2 separate regions of the Sus scrofa genome follow, and region 2 is linked to region 1. The links are chromatin contacts, called in public Hi-C maps. All regions are on one chromosome and are shown on one strand. Each heading gives the region's core, a stretch centred on a gene start, on an enhancer-like site or on the middle of the called end of the contact. The rest is flanking DNA. Distances are from core to core; before and after follow the strand shown. Region 1 overlaps LDLRAD4 (low-density lipoprotein receptor class A domain-containing protein 4). Region 2 holds the start of LDLRAD4 (low-density lipoprotein receptor class A domain-containing protein 4).

Region 1 (3,970 bases), core at 477-2,976:
AGTACTTGCGAAAAGGGCCTATAGATCAGAACAAACTAGAAAAGTTCCTGAAAAACATCATGTGCTAATCATCTTTAACCCACAGGCAACTGTGCTCAGGCTGCCTAATCTTTACCTTACAGGGGATTGTATTCAGGGTGTAACTAAGTCAGGAGAAGGACAAGGAAGGACTCTAAGCTGCTCTTGACTGCTCCTCCCTGAGCTCTGCATCCCCTCCCTTCACTGATCAGCAACTGTCTGGACCTGCCCCTAGGAACTCAGGGAAGGTTGTGGTGGCTGAATGAGGCCCATGTCCTAAAAACAGTAAGTGGGGACACAGAAAGGCTTTTGCGTCCAGGAACCCCCCAGGGTCATGTTCGGTTCCAACTCAGGCAGCCCAAATTCCTGAAAGGCGCTCATCTGCATTTGGCCTCCTCGAACACCAATGGTGACCAACACTGTGACAAGTAAAGCAACATAAGCCTCTTGAATGTGTCTCCAAATTACCTGTTCTTCTCAAGTGGCATCAAACCATCCAGACGCAGTTGATTCTAATGGTTTTCTTGGAAAGGCAATACTGTCCAAGCGAGCTGTCACTCCCCTCCACAGGGCCGCTGGGAGCCCGCTCCAGAAAACCATTCATCTCCTGATGGCATTTTAGAGGTCTCCACAAAATCGCATTTCCAAATGAAATAAATCCAGTCTCCCAAACTGGGTTGCATTGGAACAAGGAAACAAACAGCCGAGAGCCCGGCACTGAATTACAAATGGCATGCTAATTACCAGTCTACTTCTAGAAATAGCTGAAGACTGCAGGATCTTTGCTGTTGTTGTTAAAATAACTACAGCCTTTATTCCAGGGCTAGGCAAAAGCATCTGATTTTTATTCAAATGCTTCAGCTTCTAAACGTAATCACATGTATAAGTACTTATCTGGAGGGGCACGTGGAGAGAGACTAGGGGCCGGGCCCAGGGTCCCAGAGACAGCAGTGGTGCCAGGGGATGCCAGCGGCCTTGCTGAGCCCAGCAGCTGTGTGGCTGACCAGGGGACCGGCCTGCTGCTCTCCTGGTGGTGCATCTCAGACCTGTGGAGAAACAATCTACACGGAGCCACTACCATAACTCTGCGGCTGTGTGGGCAGCAAGAGCACAGTTTTAGAGTGGATTAGAGTCCTACCCTCAAGAAGCTTACACTGCTGAAGAGAAGAGCAGGCACAGAAACAGGGTGGATTCAAGCCCTGCCTTGCCCACTAAGGACAAGATGCGTGTGTGTGTGTGTGTGTGTGTGTGTGTGTGTCCTCCCCCCTCCCCCGTGAGCTCAGCTGGAGGGTGCACAGGGCCCTGGGCTCCCATTCCTGCCAGGCACGCAGAGCCACCAGCTGACCTGCAGAGTGTGGGCTCTGAGCCCTGCTTCCAGGCCAACCCACCACCCATACCCTGACCCCCACCACGTCGCTACCCCTCTGCATCTGCTTAACAGAGCCATAGGAAGAGGGTTCTCGGCAAGTTTAGGAAATTCTGCATTAAACACTATACTCTTCTTTGCTGCCAAGCTTCTAACATACCAGAGACACACTAAGAATCTCCAGGAAGGGGACCAAACAGGCAGCATTTATAAACCGGGGGCGGTGGGGGGGGGTGGCGGTGGGTAGAAACCTTCTCTCTGGCCCCTCCTGAGGCCTGGACTCTGAGCGCCACACACCGGCCCAGCCTGCCCCTTCACTGTGGGACAAACACCCGCCAGGCACCCACTGCAGCCAGGCGCATGCTGCCATGGAGGACGCAGAGATGCAGACAACACACGGGCCTCAGCTAGTTCCTGCTCACCCTCCCCACACCCGCCTCTGACAGCAGGAGGTGATCAGCCACAGGAACTGCTCAGAAGGCTCTCCAGGCAGAAGTCTACAGCAAGATCCCCCTGAAAGCAGGACACAATGCATCTGCTTTGCCTGCCTGAACAATCCTGATCCAACGAGGGGATTCTAGGTGTGGAAAGTAGCATAATGTCTTTTCTATCAAAGAAATCTTGGTTACTCCATTTTGCTCCAGTTTCAGCTGAGACGCCCCTGCAACCCCCTTCCTCTTTTTATCTCTTTTCCCAGCAACAATGTGTTTCAATTAGCCAACCGGAAAGAATGTGCACCCTGACCTGACCCATGGTCACCTGCGTTAGAGATAAATAGGCGAGGGTCCCTTGTTCAGCACGCACACTTTTTGGAGAGCCGTACCCTTCCACAGAAATAAAAAGCCTTGTCGAGATTTCTCCTTGTCCACGTGTCTCACTTTCCAGCACTGACGACCTGAGCCAGAGTTATCTTAATTTCCAACATAGGGTAAAGCAGTTGATAATATAAATGCACAGCTGCCGTCACCCGAGCATTCACCTCACAGCCAGTTCTCACATACCTGCACCCAAACAATCAGAGATGGTTCTGGGCACGGTCCCTGGAACAGGCAGGAGCTGAGCTGAGCACAGCACATGCCACAGCCTCGTTAGGATGGAGGCGTGGCCGACTCCGAGGACACCACGTTTCCGGTGCCCACCTAGAGAAGCTGGGCAGACAGCAGTGGGTGGGAAGAGAAGCAGCTGCCTCTCCTCCGCACCCTCGACAAGCTCCCCTTCCCATAAGAAAGCACCTGCTGGCCTTAAAACCATACCTCTCCAGGACTCAGGAGGGCAGGGGTCCTCAGAAGCAGGACCCCCAGGCAGGGGCGGAGCCAAAAGGCTTAGACCCACTGTCCCTATGTCCAGCACAGCCCCCAGGGCAGCCCCTCTGCCCAGACAGAGGAACCAGGTACACTCAGGTAGGCAGCCTATCAACCCGCCCCACTCCTGAGGAAGGCCACCTCCTCAGGCTCCCCCCTCTGTCTCTACATGGACACAAAGACCTAAAACATACAGATATCATCTGCAGACCCACAAGCCTGAATGTCTCCCCGGAATCCACTTGTCATCGTCATGCCTGGCCCCTGACACTTAACTAAAACCCGTATCACAAAGGGCTTTAGTCTCAAGTCCAGGACAGATTCAGGAGGCACAGTCCCAGGTCGCACCTCTCAGCCATGCTTTCCATTGCGGGGATTTCTTGTCCCCTTAAACATGGAGGTTTGGGGTGGGGGCGTTTCCCACTTAACTCCATGTGAGTAGGAGGCAGGTCCCAAAGCAAACGCTAAAGAAAGATCTGTAAACGCTTTTGCTTTGAGAGCGCAAACGGGCACACGGTAAACTTGAAAAGCTCCATTACTTCTATTGAAATGTGTTTCCTTTCCAGAAAGAGTGTCTGGCATTAACCTTCTCCAGTCTCTCACACACAGGCACAGCCACAGCCACAGCGGGGGACGCGGCTGGCACAGGGCCACGCCCATGCTCTTGTACTGACCTGGGTAGGTTTGGAAAACCAGTCTTCACTCTTCGGAGGAAATCACCTCCCTCCTTTTTCTTAGCTACAAACATCCCTTAAAATGCCAACATGCTATACAAATCATCGAAGTAAGCACTCCATCCCAGAATGTGAGAAGGAAATCGCCCTAGAATTTTGAGAAGGGCTTAATTTTGTTTGTTTGCTTGCTTGCTTTTTAGGGCTGCACCTGTGGCACATGGAAGTTCCCAGCCTAGGTTCATTACTGCTGAGCCAGAGTGGGAACTCCCAAGAAGGGTATAATTTTGGACAAGCCCATGCCCCAACTCCTGCCTGCCCGGGGCCCCAGCACGGGGTCCGGCTGAAGCAGGGGGGCTTTGATCTCAGCAGCAAGGTCTGCTGGTGCCGCCACCCCCACCTCTGCTGCCAGGCAGCTGTGCCTAATGCTGTTCTGATCAGTGTTTTTGTCCAAGCTCCCTAGAGTTCCTAGCCAAGCAGACAGGAAGCCAACTTCCTGCTAACCAGCTAACCACCCCTCACCCTCGCACGCCCTCATCCTGGGGCCAGAGTCCTCTCCTGAGCAGTGGCAGGGTGCCCTCCACAGCCACCTGGCTCCCGCTCCTCAGGGCTCT
Region 2 (3,970 bases), core at 699-3,198, 60 kb after region 1:
TTCATCAAAACCAGTTATCACAATCACAGTCAACATTTCGACAGCAGCGGCCAACTATAGAGGGGTTCAGGGGTGCGAAGTCGCCAAAAGATACCAGAAAGAAAGGAGAAAGAGAAGCGAATAAGTGGGACACGAAGGGAAGAGAAAAGAAGCAAATCAAAATCATCCAATTTCAGCTAATTAAGAGAGTCTCCAGAGAAAACAAAAAAGGAGCTAGTTTCTGTGTCCACCCGCACTCAGTAGTCACTTCTGCGCCTGCCAGGGTGCCTGCGTGTTGTGAGTTTCCGGCTGTGCCAACCCGCGCGCGCGCTCACCCGGGAAGCGGCCCGGCCCACCTGCCCTCTCCAGGTGCCACCCACCCGCCACGGTCCCCGTCCTCCTCCTTTTCCAGTTAAAAAAAAAAAAAAAAAAAAAAAAAAAAAGTTTGAAAACAAGCCAATGCCGTGGGGGCCGGCACTGCTAGCTGCTCAGCACCGAGCCCAGGTCTCCCGCGGCGCACTTACCGGGCGAATCCAGACCCGGGGCGGCCGGCGAGGGTCCGAGAAGTGTCCTCAGGGCAGCGCCGGGCAGACCGCACAACAAAGGCAGGCAGGGGCGGCCCGGCTGGGTGCTCGTCGCTTCCTGTTTATTCCGCCGCGAGGGTCACAGAAATTCTGTACACGCCCGCTTCCTGCGGGCTCGGGGCGCAGCCTGAGAGCCAGCGGCGCGGGGACGACGACTTCCCAGCTAACGCCGAGAGCTCCCTGCCGCCCACGCCCGACTCTGTGCGCGGGGTGCCGGGGGACGCGAGGTCCAGCGTACTCCCCTCCGCCCTTCCCTCCCCGCAAACTCAGACAGGTCCCGCACAATCTGCCCGCCCAGCGCGTCCCCGACCCGCGGCGGCGCACAACCGCGGGGGGCAAAACCGCGTGGGGCACCGAGAAACAGGCAACGCTGTGGGGGCGGCGCCCGCCCCCAAGGAGCGCCCGGGACGCCGCCGTGCCCACCCCGCACCCTGACCCGACTCTCGGGCGGGCGGCCTGCCGACGGCGCCCATACGCGGACGTCCTGTCCCCCCCGCCCGCACCCCTGGCCCGCGCGGCGCGGAACTTGGCCCGACGCCGCGAGCGCCGCAGCACAGGGTCGCACTCACCTGCGTCTGCGGTTCAGGAGCGCTGGCAGCCGGCGCCCCCCGAGCGGCCGGTGGCGCGGGGGTGGCGGGGCGCGGCCAGGCGGCTTTAAGGGCCGGGATCGGACCGAGCTCCCCGCGCTTTCCGCCCCCTTCCAGTCTCCCTGGACGCGCAGCCGGTGTGACGGCGGCGGCTTCTTGCCGGCTCGCAGGGGATCCCCGGCCCGGCCGGCCAGCTCGCAGCACCGGGCGGGGAAGCGAGACGGTGCGGCGGGTACAGCCTCCGCCTCCGCGCCGTCTGTCTCCAGGCGGCCCGCTCGCCGCGGCAGCGCCTGCCTCGCAATCCGCCGGTCTCTCCGCCCTCCCCATCCCCCTCCGAGCGGGACCGGCGGCGGCCGGGCGGGGCGGGGCGGAGTGGGCCGGCAGGACCCCGCGCGGGCCCCGCCGACCTCCGTGGGCCGCGGGCACCGAGCGGGGCGAGCGGGCGCCCAGGCCGCGGGACCCCCGGCTGCGCACAAGCCGCGGCTCGGGCCTTGCGGGGCGCGCGCCCACCGCCGGCCGGACGGGGAACTCCATCCAGGAGCCGGGAGACAGCGGCTGGGGCGCTGCAGGGCTGGCGGGGAGGGGGTCTGCGCGCAAGTACCACGCGGCTGCGAGTGCCCCAGGCAACCGGCCTTCCGGCACCGCCCGAGACGCACAGTAGGACTGCACCCCCCCCAATCAGCCCCTTAGGATCCCGGCCCTTTATACGGGAAATGGCTCCAGGTGGGAAGGTCAGCTGGATTCTTCCCGCTGCGACCCGTTCTCCGTGGAGGACTCACCTCTGTCTTCCTCTGAAGGCGGGTTCAGACACCAAGTCCCCTTGAGAGCGGACAATGAGCGTGTTGTCAGAAATACTAGCGCGCACATCCGCCAACCTGACCATAGGGCTGGTAACTGCGTGGTGTACAGACATTCTAACCCAGCTGTATTACAGCCACGCAATTAGACAGGTGTCCCTGCCAACATTAAGACCCCAGCAGACAGACACACTAAAATATACCAACCTGGCGATTCAGGGAGAGTCTAACAGAGGTGCAGCTAATTAAAGCAGCTGATTTTCACACCTCCACCCAGAGCTGACCAGCTCATACTTCCATAGTATCAGAGAAAATGATCTTTTGTAATCTACTTTAATTTGTCAATAACTTGTTTGTATGTGAAATGTTGGCCTAATTCAACTTCCCTTAAAGTGTCCCCAGGTCTCTGAAACTGTGAAGATAACTGCTCCGTCGGATTTGATGAGTCCTTATAGGTAATACAATGCTAACTACCACTTACTGAAAGCCTGGAGCCAAGCCTTGTGCTAAGTCCTTTACAGACAGTATCTAATGCAATGCTCAGAATGACGGTGGCAGCTATTACTCTCCCGTTTAACAGATGAGAAAATCGAGGCCATGAAAGATTAAGTCCCCAGACTACAGAGATGGGTTTGGCAGTCCTAAGTGGCGGCACAGGAAGCTGGAGTTGGCCCACACTGCCACCTGCCTGCGTGAGGCAGCGCTGACATGCCTGCAGTCCACCTGGCCTCAGCAAGGGACAGAGGCGTGTCTGGACTCCTGGGACAGCTGTGATTCTGCCCACCAGGAGCGTGTCTTTAAGGGAGCAATAAGCTGGCAGGTGCTCAGCACGGGTCACCTGAGCCTGACAAGCATCCACTTGTGCAGTGATGATTCATGTGCCACAGGAATAGCAGCCACAGGTTGAAGGAACTGTTCTTCCCCCTCCCGAGATCAGAATAGAAATGGCTTTTTCCTTCTAACCTTGAAACTGCCCATGGCCAGTGAAGAAAATGCTCCTTTCAAGAACAGGAAACAGTTTGCTTTCTATTTCACTTGTAAATAATTTCCTCATGTGTGGTTTAACCCTCTTCAATGGAGACCTTATTTTAATTTTTTTTTTTTTTTGGTCTTTTTGCCTTTTCTAGGGCCACACCCATGGCATGTGGAGGTTCCTAGACTAGGGGTCTAATCAGAGCTGTAGCCGCCAGGTTCCGCCACAGCCACAGCAACTCGGGATCTGAGCCACATCTGAGACCTACACCACAGCTCACGGCAACGCCGGATCCTTAACCCACTGAGCAAGGCCAGGGATTGAACCCGCAACCCCATCGTTACTAGTCAGATTCATCAACCACTGTGCCATGATGGGAACTCCGAGAGACCTAATTTTAAATCATCGCATCCATTTTACCATTTGTAATGACTCGTATTCATACATTCCAATTTCTGTTGTTGTCATTCGTTGTCCTCATTTATAACTAGAAACTGCAGGTTTCTGTTCCTATTTCTGGAAAAGAACCCCGGGAAGAAGCCCCCCTGCCCCTCCGTCTGTCCTCATGTTTGTTCTCATGTCAGCTTTCCCCTGCCACCCCCACCACCCCTGCACAAACACTCATCACAGTAGTGACAGAGCCGGAGGCATTTCCATGTACCTTCGCTCTCTGTCAAATCCAGCACAACATTTCGGCTTACTGACCATCAGTAACCTCTCCTTCACGCTGTGGGGAAACCAGGAAAGCTGGACTTCCTTTAACTCAGGACAGAGCACGTGTGTCCCAAGCACACAGGACTGTGTCTGCCTGACATGAAGGGTTCCAGAGAGGTTGGAGGATGAACAGAACACAGTGGTATATAGACCAGTAAATCACATTGAGGTAAAACATCACTAACTTGGGTGGAAATCAACTGAAAGTAGTTGGGTTTTGGGGGGGTTTTTTTGGTTTTTTTGTTTGTTTGTTTGTTTGTTTTTGTCTTTTTGCCTTTTCTAGGTCTGCTTCCCAAGGCATATGGAGATTCCCAGGCTAGGGGTCCAATCGGAACT

Evidence for each region. Hi-C and Micro-C count contacts between places; a contact is called where the count stands out from the background.
Region 2: a contact with region 1 is called in a Hi-C map of fetal liver, with 1.9 times the contacts expected there. The contact joins the promoter of LDLRAD4 here to the enhancer-like site in region 1. A contact is called at or near these places in 7 of 47 Hi-C or Micro-C datasets (alveolar macrophages, brain, fetal liver and 3 more) and 1 of 2 datasets of contacts at active chromatin or transcription factors (skeletal muscle).

What each region holds. Positions count from the first base shown.
Region 1 is chr6:96,515,980-96,519,949 of Sscrofa11.1, forward strand. The region is part of intron 2 of LDLRAD4 (low-density lipoprotein receptor class A domain-containing protein 4); the gene reads right to left. Among named protein-coding and RNA genes, the nearest start is that of TRNAD-GUC, 53 kb to the left of the region's middle. Within about 2 kb of position 1,727, at least 7 of the 83 cell types and tissues checked have an H3K27ac peak or open chromatin away from gene starts, as enhancers often do. A contact at or near this core is called in fetal liver, where this site is marked.
Region 2 is chr6:96,576,214-96,580,183 of Sscrofa11.1, forward strand. It overlaps LDLRAD4 (low-density lipoprotein receptor class A domain-containing protein 4), which reads right to left and starts at 1,949. Exons shown (of 7, transcript XM_021096017.1): 1 at 1,930-1,949.